2 separate regions of the Gossypium arboreum genome follow, and region 1 is linked to region 2. A link is a contact called in public Hi-C data. All regions are on one chromosome and are shown on one strand. Each heading gives the region's core, a stretch centred on a gene start, on an enhancer-like site or on the middle of the called end of the contact. The rest is flanking DNA. Distances are from core to core; before and after follow the strand shown.

The links. A called contact is a pair of places that touch in the nucleus more often than the background predicts.
Region 1: a contact with region 2 is called in a Hi-C map of leaf, with 2.6 times the contacts expected there. The contact joins the promoter of LOC108473594 here to the promoter of LOC108471187 in region 2. A contact is called at or near these places in 2 of 5 Hi-C or Micro-C datasets (both in leaf).

Annotation. Positions count from the first base shown.
Region 1 is chr11:41,223,972-41,229,240 of ASM2569848v2, reverse strand. LOC108473594 (ADP-ribosylation factor-like protein 8a) reads right to left here and starts at 2,578. Exons shown (of 6, transcript XM_017775261.2): 1 at 2,156-2,578; 2 at 1,323-1,404; 3 at 1,165-1,197; 4 at 890-1,011; 5 at 110-271; 6 at 1-30. The coding sequence starts at 2,193.
Region 2 is chr11:41,020,231-41,025,792 of ASM2569848v2, reverse strand. LOC108471187 reads left to right here and starts at 2,764. Exons shown (of 5, transcript XM_017772796.2): 1 at 2,764-3,122; 2 at 3,525-3,672; 3 at 4,031-4,101; 4 at 4,208-4,411; 5 at 4,497-4,862. The coding sequence starts at 2,856. The coding sequence ends at 4,526.

The DNA.
Region 1 (5,269 bases), core at 1,329-3,828, 200 kb before region 2:
ACTTCTCTGTCAGTAATCGACTTCAGCCTCCTGCAGTGTTATGACAATGTGTTCAGTTCCATGTTGTTTTGTCCACTTAATTTAGTGAATTATGACAAATGTATCTTACATTTCTTCAGTCAATGCCTGTTTTGAAAGAGATTCAGGCTTGTCAATCTTGTTGCCTAGTACCAGAAGAGGGATGCCATTAAGTGAGGGCTTGCTCAGCAAATCATGAAGCTCACTTCTTGAGATGCTCAAGTTATCTGGATCAGCCGCATCCACCACATAACTACACCCAAATTCAGGTTACATGTAATTTCACTATAAACACAGTGTGAGACACGAGAGGATCCATAAAAATGAAATGCAACTACAATTTTTTTTATGGGATTTGGATTAGTTTCACTACATAAGAACTAAACAAAGAAGCTAGGATCCAAAAGGGAACAACATATGATCATACACAAAAAGTACAGCAGTTGAAACCGGCTGCAACTGATCCACTGATATAGGTCATAAGTAAAGTTTTCAATACCTGCCTTTCATTGATCTATTTGTAAGGCGCTACCGGAAGAGGCACAACTTTATCATAGTAGTAAGAAATCCTAACAAGAACCATTCTTTAGAGTTAGATTTTTTCTCCTTGCACTAATGCTCGTTGTTTTGCTAATAGATATAGAAACATGTAAATGCAGTTCATATAATTAAGATAGTATCCTGTTCAAGATTTGAGAAGGACAAGGGCAAGTTTTCAGACTATTCTTGAGGGTTTATTATTCTGGGTTATTTGCCTTTCTTGCATTAAAGGCAAACCTTTTCAGGCCCTAAAATTGTTAAAGCAATTTAGAAGGGAGTTACTGGAAATAACAAGTCTGTGAAAATAAAGAAGAAGCTTCTTAGTTCTTACACAATTGCAGAAACTGAACGGCAATATCGTTCCCACATACTGCGAAACCTAGGCTGACCTCCAAGATCCCATAACTTTATTGTAACATTTCCTTTAGTCACTTTCCTCATGTTGAATCCAACCTGAATGTAAGCCATTAGGCATTAATTACCTTACTTCTATGACAAAAAAAAAATAAAAGCTTTGGAAAGCAATATCATACCAATTCACATATTTAAAAAGAAGAAAAAAATGTGATGATGAAAATACAGATCCTCTTAGACAAGATGACTCACCGTTGGGATCATATCTTCACTATATCCACCAGTCTGAGAAAAAACCAACAAGACAACTTAAGGTCAAGCCACAGAATAAAGCAAAACAATACTACATTGCTAGCAATGGACTCTTAGTACTGCGGTGACATTTACATTGAGTTTCTTAATTTACTTACTGCAACAACATTTACTAGTGAGGTTTTTCCAGCATTCTGAAGTCCTATCAAAGATAGCTCCATTTCCTGCTTGAAAAACAGGCTGCAAAACAAGAAGTAAGCCCTCATACCATGAAAGTTGAACTACAGAGGTCAACTTAAATAACAATCTAGAAAGATAAAGCTCACAAATTAGCAATTTAGCATTCATTTAAAGAATTCTCCAAACATGTATATCAATAAAAGTCACAGAAAACTGACTGAAAAGTATGTGAATTCCGTAAAAACAAAACTAATTTTCCACCAAGCACATGAAACCCAAAAAGCATTCATAACTTAAATTAGATCTCAAATAAGTGTGGAGCAGAAGAGAATTGAACCATCCACAAAGCTCTTCCTTGTCTTAGAAAATTTTCCTTCTTACACAGATTTCCTTATCTGCAGAGGCGATGGTATGGCAATCTACCCCCATTCTAATGTAGAAATTAAAAAATAAAATAAACCATTAACTCATTAAAATTACATTAAATATGTAGTCAACCATTATTGTTTTTTCTAAGAAGAAGAACAAACAATTGTCTTTTATTCATTTTGTTCATGAACCACACATCAATTTACTAATTTCGATATAACATTCTTAACAATAGAAGTAATTTTACTGTATTCTCAAACAAAAGATGAAAATTTTACTTCTTTTTAGCTTTAAAAAGATGAAACCCAACTTTATATAAATCATAATTCTCAATCCAATCCAATACATCACCTAAAATTTAAAAAAGAAAAAGAAAAAAAACAAAACAGCAGAAATTAATAAAAGAGTGACATTGCAACAAACCAAAAAAAAAAAAACCTACCTTCGAAGCCAATTGAGAAAAGCTTCCAATAAACCCATTAGAAAAGATCACAAGCAAAAAAAAGAAAAAAAGAAAAAAGAAGAAGCCTTCTTTCAGTAAATTTTCGAAGAGAAAAACAGGAAGAGGGAGCCAGAGATCTCGCAAAGCCCCTGGCTTTTCCTTCCCTCCCTTCTAGCCTGCTGATTTTTATTTTTATTTTAAATTTATTTTCACTGAATTCCTTACTTCGAATTATTTCCTTTCCATAATAAATAAACAGCCAAATTGGACTCTCCAGATTACGGTGGGATTAGGAGTCGTTGAAAGAAAAAGAAATTCTTCATTTTTGAGGAAAATATCAGCCGTTGATAGTGAGTGATTGGGAAATTTATGGACGGTTTAGATTCTATTGGATCTTTTACATCTAATTTAAGTCAAACAGGCAAAAACAATATTTTCTTTAATTCGGATCAAATTGGGAGAAAAAGATTCCGTAAAACACTGTGAGAGTAGTTCGGAGGTAGAAATAGATTGAACAATCAACGGTCTCAATTTTGGCGAGTGGCGGTCACGAACGAATTTCATTGGTGTACCGTCCAGACGTTTTGTGGAGGTGATTGGAGAGTGGCATTCACGTCTAATTGAAGATGATCTAATAGAAGAAGTTGTACAGGAGAATTAAGGTGGCAGAGTTGTACTATTTTATTTCAACTAATTTTAATGTAACTTGTATGTATATTTTATTTAAATTATATTTAAGCGTTTAATTATTCTAACTTAATTAATTATAGTAAAATTGTTATCACACATGTGTACATGTGTGAGATTTCATACTTACAATACATATAAAAATTAACATAATTAATTTTAATATATTAATTAAATGATCGTTAAGATTATTAAAATTCCAAGTAATAATTTTATTTTACATCAATAAAATTAATATAGTAAATTCTTTTAGCTAATAATTTATATTATAGTTATAATTATAATTATAACAATTTTTCCATATACTTTATACTTGTTCTATTTAAGTACTAATTCTATTTTAAAATTAACATAATATTTTTAATTAATAATTTTAAATTAAATTATAATAATTTTAAATGTATAACAATTATCACAATTTTGATTAAATTATAATTTCTTTTAAATGTATAATTATTATCATTTTTATTTTACTTTAATTTTTATCTTAAAATGTGAATTTAGTAGTATGATGAAAAATGAAGGGTATTTTCATTCGTTCCAAAGTTTTTTCAAACTCATATTTTTATATATATTATAAATAAATTAATATGTTAGTATAGATATATAATTGATAGAGGTAATAAAATATATATAACACAATTAAAATGTAAATATTATATTAAAATAAAGTTTCGATTTAGTAGTAAGGTTAATGTTTTATTAATGTAAATAATACAGTTCAAATCCAAACACATGGAATTTTTTATTGATTTTTTAAAAAGTAAAAGACTATAATACCTTTGAATGATATAACTTATTTTAATTATGAAAGGATATTTTCATAAATTTTTGATCGAGTTGGTGTCGGCTAATTTGTAACATTAATCGGGGCTTAAATAGAAGTATAGATATTAAAACTCTATTTAATTAATGTGACAATTATTATTTTAAAATATATGATTAATTATTTTAATATAAAGTGTAATATAATATTTTATTAAAATTTATCTATTCTAATGTTTTTCTAGTTTTAATATAATAAAAAATTATCTTCAATTAATAAATAATTTAAAATAATAAGATATTATTTATCCATAAATGTGAATATAATTTAAGATTTAATATAAAGTGTAATTCAATATTTAAACTATTAGTATAATAATATTTTATTATTTTTAAGTAAAATGGTTATTGATTGTCTATGCACTTGAATAGTTTAAATTAAGTGAAAGTACCCAAAAGTCCCTTTATTATCATAAGGGAGTAAAGAAGTCCCTCTACTAAAGAATAGAGCTATTGTATTTTAAAGACGAAAGCTAATTAGTAAAGTTATTATAACGAAACTATTCAAATGGATGATGTGGCACATGACTGATAAGTCAATGATGACATGCCACTGACTAGTATTTATTAAATATTAATATTAAATACGACAGTGAACTTATAAAAAAAGTTATGGTTGGTTAAAACAATTAATTGTTTTAATTAAGTTTATTTTAAGTTAATTTAATTTTTGTTAATTAATTTTTAAATTAATAAGTTTTAAAAATTAAAAGATTTTTCTAAAGCATTCACATTTAATTATTACAACGAATCATAATCTTAATTTTTTAAATGTCCATGTCATATTTAATATTAATATTTTCGTTTATTTGCCAAGAAAATATTTTTGGAAAATAATTTCTGAAAAATGATTTACTTTTCTGGTGTTTAGATGAATTTGTGTAAAATATTTTCTGTTGTTTGGTAGATTTCCTAAAAATATTTTCCGGAAAAGCTGTTTTTACATACCATATACATAAGTAGTCGGATTACATGTGTTGGTTTTTTTAGCAGAAAACTAAAAGAGAAAAAGAAAAATGAATGTAAAGTAGTTTGAACAAGAAGAAAATTGAATTTGATCTCCAAAAATCAGATCTTTTTCATTGGCTTAGAAGCATTTATGTTACAATGAAATATGGCAGTTATATAATGTATAACTGCTCCCACTAATACATAACTAAAGCTTAGCTAGAATTACACACAAAATGTAGCTGACATACCAGCTATAACATCAAACATAAATCAACAACTACTCCTACTAACTTTAAGTATAAATTACAAAGGAACTAAATCAAGTTACAAATGAACAAAATAAACAAAATGATGTTGCTTCTCCGGTTCAAACTTGATCTTTGATGCGCATCTTTGGTTTGCTACTAGTTTCCTGTTGCATTACAGGCCAAAGTTCAACAACATCCTGTACCTTGCTTACTAACAAAGTAATGCATATTCATTTTAGTGCATTAAGGGGAATTATGATTATGGTATGTTAGACATCAGAAAACCTATATATTCTTAAAAAGTAAAGATATGAAAAAGCAGGGTGTTGAAATGACTATTCAATGACATTGAAAATAATATCTAGGTGTCCAAAATTCAGATTCAAGGGCATAAGCAAAGCAA
Region 2 (5,562 bases), core at 1,515-4,014:
AGTCTATAGATTTTGTACTTGCTGATTTATACGATTTTATGCACCACCGTCTTTTGTTCTGTTCTCACAAATATTTGTTGGTCGAAGCGTTAACTTGGTTTGAAGGCAAAATTAGGCTTAAAAGCCAATTTTGTTTTTTAATTACTTCTTTAGGATTTAAATTTAGTGAAATAGATCATTTTTAGGAGAGAGAAAGAGAACGGCTTTTTGAATGTTGTCCCGTTAATGGTAGAAAAGATTAAAATTTTCCAACGGTAACTTTTTTTACCCTATAAATATCCCCCAATTTTCATTTTTTTTCATTCACATCCTTCTCTCAACTCTCTCATTTTAAATTTTTTGATATTTTCATTTAAAATTTTTTTTAAATTATCTCGTGTTTTATTCATTCAAATTGATTTCTCACAAATGGCCACCTCTCTCATGCTCTTTGACGACAAGCATATTTTCGTTGCGCAAACAATAATGGTAAGACGAAATTTTAAATTTCTTTATTTTCAATTATGTTAAAATTAATTGATTTTTTAATTTAAATTTTTTTCTTGTGCAAATAGGCGGATGATCGTGTTCTGGAGGGCTTCATTCATAATATGGGAAAGCCTACGATCCCTGAAATTCGTGGCCACTTGTAAGAGGCTGGATTCTTGCATACGTCTCGCATGACCAAGGGCTGCAAACTCGATCTTAGACTAATCAACATGTTGGTGAAAAAATAGAGGCTCGAAACACACACTTTCCACCTTTCATGCGGCAAGTGTACAATCACACTCAAAGACGTAGCGCTACAACTCGGTCTACCGATGGATGAGTCAGTCATCACGGGATCAACGGTTGTTCTGAGTAAAGTGGACATCTGTAGAGCACTGTTGGGGAAGATCCCGGACAAGTTCGAATGTGGTCGGATATCGATCAACTAGTTGAAGGATAATTTTGACGAGCTCCTTGGAGACCCAACAAAGGAGGTCATAGAACAATACACTTGAGCATTTATCATGAGGTTAATCAGGGGCATTTTAATGCCCGAAAAATCTCGAAATTTGATGCACATAAGGTGACTACTACATCTAGTGGACTTCAATGAATGTGAAAAACCAAGTTGGGGATCTGTCGTCTTATCTACGTTATACTGGGAGATGTGTCGAGCCATAGTACCAAATATGATGTCGATTGGTGGTTGCCTGCTCCTACTATAGTTGTGAGTCTGGTGGCAACTACCGTTTTTCTCCATTTCCAAGTAATTAGTACATTTAACCTTCCTTCTTATTCAAAGGTCGACGCAATTGTGGACACAAGAAGACTCTCAAGCGAGGAGCAACTATTGTGGTGAAGGAAATGTGATGCTCTTTTTAGGGCGATGACTGTTGTTGTTATTAAACAAACCATTAATAACTACATCCACTGTAGCGCTGCGCCGACCCAAGTTTGACCTCTACTATGTCGGAACATCTGCTCTCCACCTGAGAGTCCTCTTGTGTCCACCTCGGTGTCAGCTTTCGGATAAGAATGAAAGGTCAAAGATACCAGCTGCTTGAAAATAGAGAAAAAAATTATGTTGATTACACTAAAAGTTCCCAGAGTTTTTTCGTATGATTATGGTCTCAATCTTATGTATGGTATATATAGAGCATTGTTTGTGTGTATCCAAAAAGCTTGAACACCTGATTGCATAACGATTGTCACTTTGCCCCCCGGTTATACTCGAACCCTTGACCGCATCGAGGTCGTCGACTGGGACCTCCACTTAAACTTCGACCCCTGATCGTATCAAGCATTATTACTTCAAAACCAAATTTCTCCACGATGAGTTTTTGAGGTGATGGCCTTATCCAGCTATGACATATGTGTTCTGAGGCGCTTTATTACATCTCTAACCCCTTAAATCTACCTATAAACTTTCGTAGTTTTAACCCTAAACCATAAAACTTTTCAAAAAACCATAAACCTTAAAATATACACCAAGCCCTAACCCTAGCCTTAAAATATTAAAAATAATTAGAGTTTTTAGGAGAGAGAAAAGGAGAGTCAACTTTAAAACATTCTATTTCGCTAAATAAAAAACAGCCTAAAGAGCTAATTAAAAAAAAAAAAAAAAGCGGCTCTTGCGCCTAATTTAGTCGACTTTGAAAGCTTAATATTTTTTTTATCTCTGAAAAGAAAAAGGGGAAAAGATCAAGCTTTACAATTACGTGTAATATGTAAATGTTGTTGGCAAAATCAGTACAATTTTTAATGATAAAATTGGGTTTTGATTGAATAACTAGCAGAATTGAAACCTAAAATTGATTTTTAACTCTCTCTATTTTTATTTTAAAATTAATTTATTTTACTTTTAAAATTTAAAATCTAAGTCTTTTGTTAATATTAAATTAAAACCAATTTCACAATTTAGAATTTATATTTTTAAACAGTTTTTTTCTAAGCATAGAACCCACAAACCATCTTGTTATATTTGGATCTTAATTTTAAATAATATGACTTAAGTTTTAAGTTTATTAAGCAATATGAGAATAAATTATTATAAGAATTGAACTAAATAATTTAATTTAACTTTTAATTCAAATAAACTAAATAGCATTTTCAGAGTGGAATGTAACCAAAGTGGGCAACAAAATTAAATTCAAATGATTTGGTCATGGCAATTCGAAAGTAAAATTAGATCCATTGAAACATCTAACTTAAAGTCAAATGATTCTTATCATTAAAATTCTAAAAAATTTAGATTAATTCTTAGGCCCATTTTATAAAATATTTAAGCCAGGCTTGGCCTGCATGGATAGAACAAAGCAAGCCTAAAAGAGTCCAATTATTTATCCCACAGGGTTTATATTCCAACGGTGATAATTGCGGGTTTAGCAATGGCAAGACCAACCCGTAGCGGCGGTGGCAGCAGCAGCGGCGAAGAAGACGGGGACGCCGAGTGGAAAGCTGCCATTCAATCTATAGCTGCAACCACTACCGCCACTTTCACTGCTAACGGTTCCAACAGCTCCACTGTAACAACACAAACAACAAGAAACAACCTCGTTTCAAATCCAACCCCAGATACAGATGATTATGTTGATAAATCTGATGAAATAAATCAGAGAAAGCAACCCCAGAAGCTTAAAAACTACCAACTCAAGGTTCCCAAATGTTTCTATCTTTGTTATTTTAGCATTAGCTTATCTGGGTAATTTTGCAAATAATTGGATTAATATCTACTTCAAAAAAATATGAACTCTTAGATTCCATGTCGAGTGTTGAATCATGCTTATTGGATTGATAGTTTCCATAAGACTCATTTTTTTCACCATAATTTGGCATCAATTTTGAGTGCACTGCCGGAAAGTTTAATTTTCTTCGAAGGAACTTTAATGGAGGGTATTTCAGATCAGTTCTACGACTTAAAAGGACTCAATTTTAGTAATTTTCAATTCATAATGTTTAAATCATATATATGTATGTATTCATTCAATTGCAATAGTATTCGGTTTGAACACTTGTGCTATTTTGTTTTGTTTGCTAACTCACAAAGTCATAAGCAGGCACAAAAGCTTTTGGATAACATGTTAGAGAAGCACTTAGTGATAGTGAAGGATGCCTGTAATGTCCCAGATGATGATAGCGTGGTAAATGAAAGTGGAGTTCGTTTATTTAAAAATTCTACTCCTGGGATAGTATTTGACCACGTAGGTGAGTACGTCTTTCCCTTATTTTCATCTCTTGCTGCAATTAGAGAAATGTTTTTACAGTCTGCATTGTTCAACCTTTTCTTGTCTCTTTTGCTACTACATTTGTCTCAAATGATTGGTTCTAGATTCAGAGTTTAGTGAATGGGAAAAAATGGCAGCCTATTTAGGTTACTAATGAAACTTTTCAAAGGGATTCTACCTATTGCTTTTGAATAAATTTGAACTGTTATTACAGGATACCGGATTGGTGTTGATATTGCAATGTGTTTGTGCATTTGCTCTTATCTTCTGAGCTAGCTCTCGGAAGGGTTATCTACGTTATGGTATTTGAGGTCTGAGAGTTATTTGTTTGCTGTCAGATGAAATTCAAGGACCCCAAAAGAAACCAAAACTTCTTCCCAGAAGAGGGATTGATGAGAACACAAAAGAGGTCCGCTTGTTGTCTGGATCTCTTTTGTTTCTGTTAACTCTTTTTTCCCCCTTTTTACTTTGGATTATTCCTCTTAATTTATATTTGGCTACATGGTGGTATGCAGTTCAGACGACAACTATTGTCCATAGCTGTTGACGGAAAAGATATATTGGCTGCAGCAAGATATGCAAGCCAGAGATCGTTAGCTAGATTGGAAGCTAAAGAAGCAACAGCCAAAGAAAAAGCAAAGAGAGAGGAAGCCAGGATCGCGGAACTGAAAAGGATTAGGGGAGAGAGGTGGCTACCTTCAATGGCTAGAGAGATGCAGGTAAAGTCTCAAGTTTGAAAATCATGATCTTATACGCATTTTCAGTCATCTAATCTCTTTTTGCCTTTTTCTTTTTCTTGCTCAGTTAAGCAAAAGATCTGGGCAACAAGTATAGGCCAAACATTTGAAGCTGTTTAGATGGTTGTTTTTCCTTGATGAATGATGATCATAATTGATTCATGATCATGCATGGCAATGCCTCCCCTTCTTTATTTATTTATTTTTCTCTTGAGCTGATGCTAGATATCACTTTTCTTGTAAGTTGCATGTAACTTTTACATGCTCTGTAATAGTGTCTTTTTGTTTGGGTATAACTAAGGTATTTTCCTTGTCCATGAAGACTAATCCTTTTGGGATTTGTGATACCTCTCCCGACAATGCTGTAATGGTCTATTTTTAAATAGGAGGATTCAAGCCCCTCCTATTACAAAGCTTCAGATGATTTTGGCAATCAGCATGGTATAAAGTATCATTGAATTAATAATCAAATTAACATATGACTAATAGCAAATCATCATTACAAAATGTAGACTTTTGAGAGAATGATATTATTCATCCTGTATTATTACCAAGAAAATAAAGGGGGAAAAAAACAAGAAATATGATCATACTTGGCCAAGACATCGACTTTTAAGACAGGGTATGAATCACAAGAATGATGAAGCAAAAATCCCATACAAGAAGGGAAAAAAAGATCCAATTGGCTGGCCTTAATGTGATTAACAATCCCAATTAATATAGGTTTTTTTTTCTTCTTTTCATTTTCTTGCTATTAAAAATCATGTATCTTGTAAGGAAATAGACTGTATGGAGCTCCATTGCTCTACTAACCATATGCTCCCAAATAGCAAAATGGTAGCGCAGGTGAAAATGGGAAGCAACGCGGAAGCTGCCGCCTTCTTTAACCTTTTCGTGAAAAAGCCATGGAAAATGACGGTAGTCTCCATCACTCCATCCCTTCGGCCTTTACGGTTTTTACCTACTAACCCTCTTTTTCTTCAGCTGCAAAACGACACTGTCGAAGTTTCATTTATAACTCCTTTTTTATCTAGCCGAGAGAGAGTTTCCCATCAATATAAAAGCCTCTCCTCTGTAACCCCTTGACAATTTTGTTTTAAAAGATGGCGGTGGTGCTGGCGGTGGTGATTGAT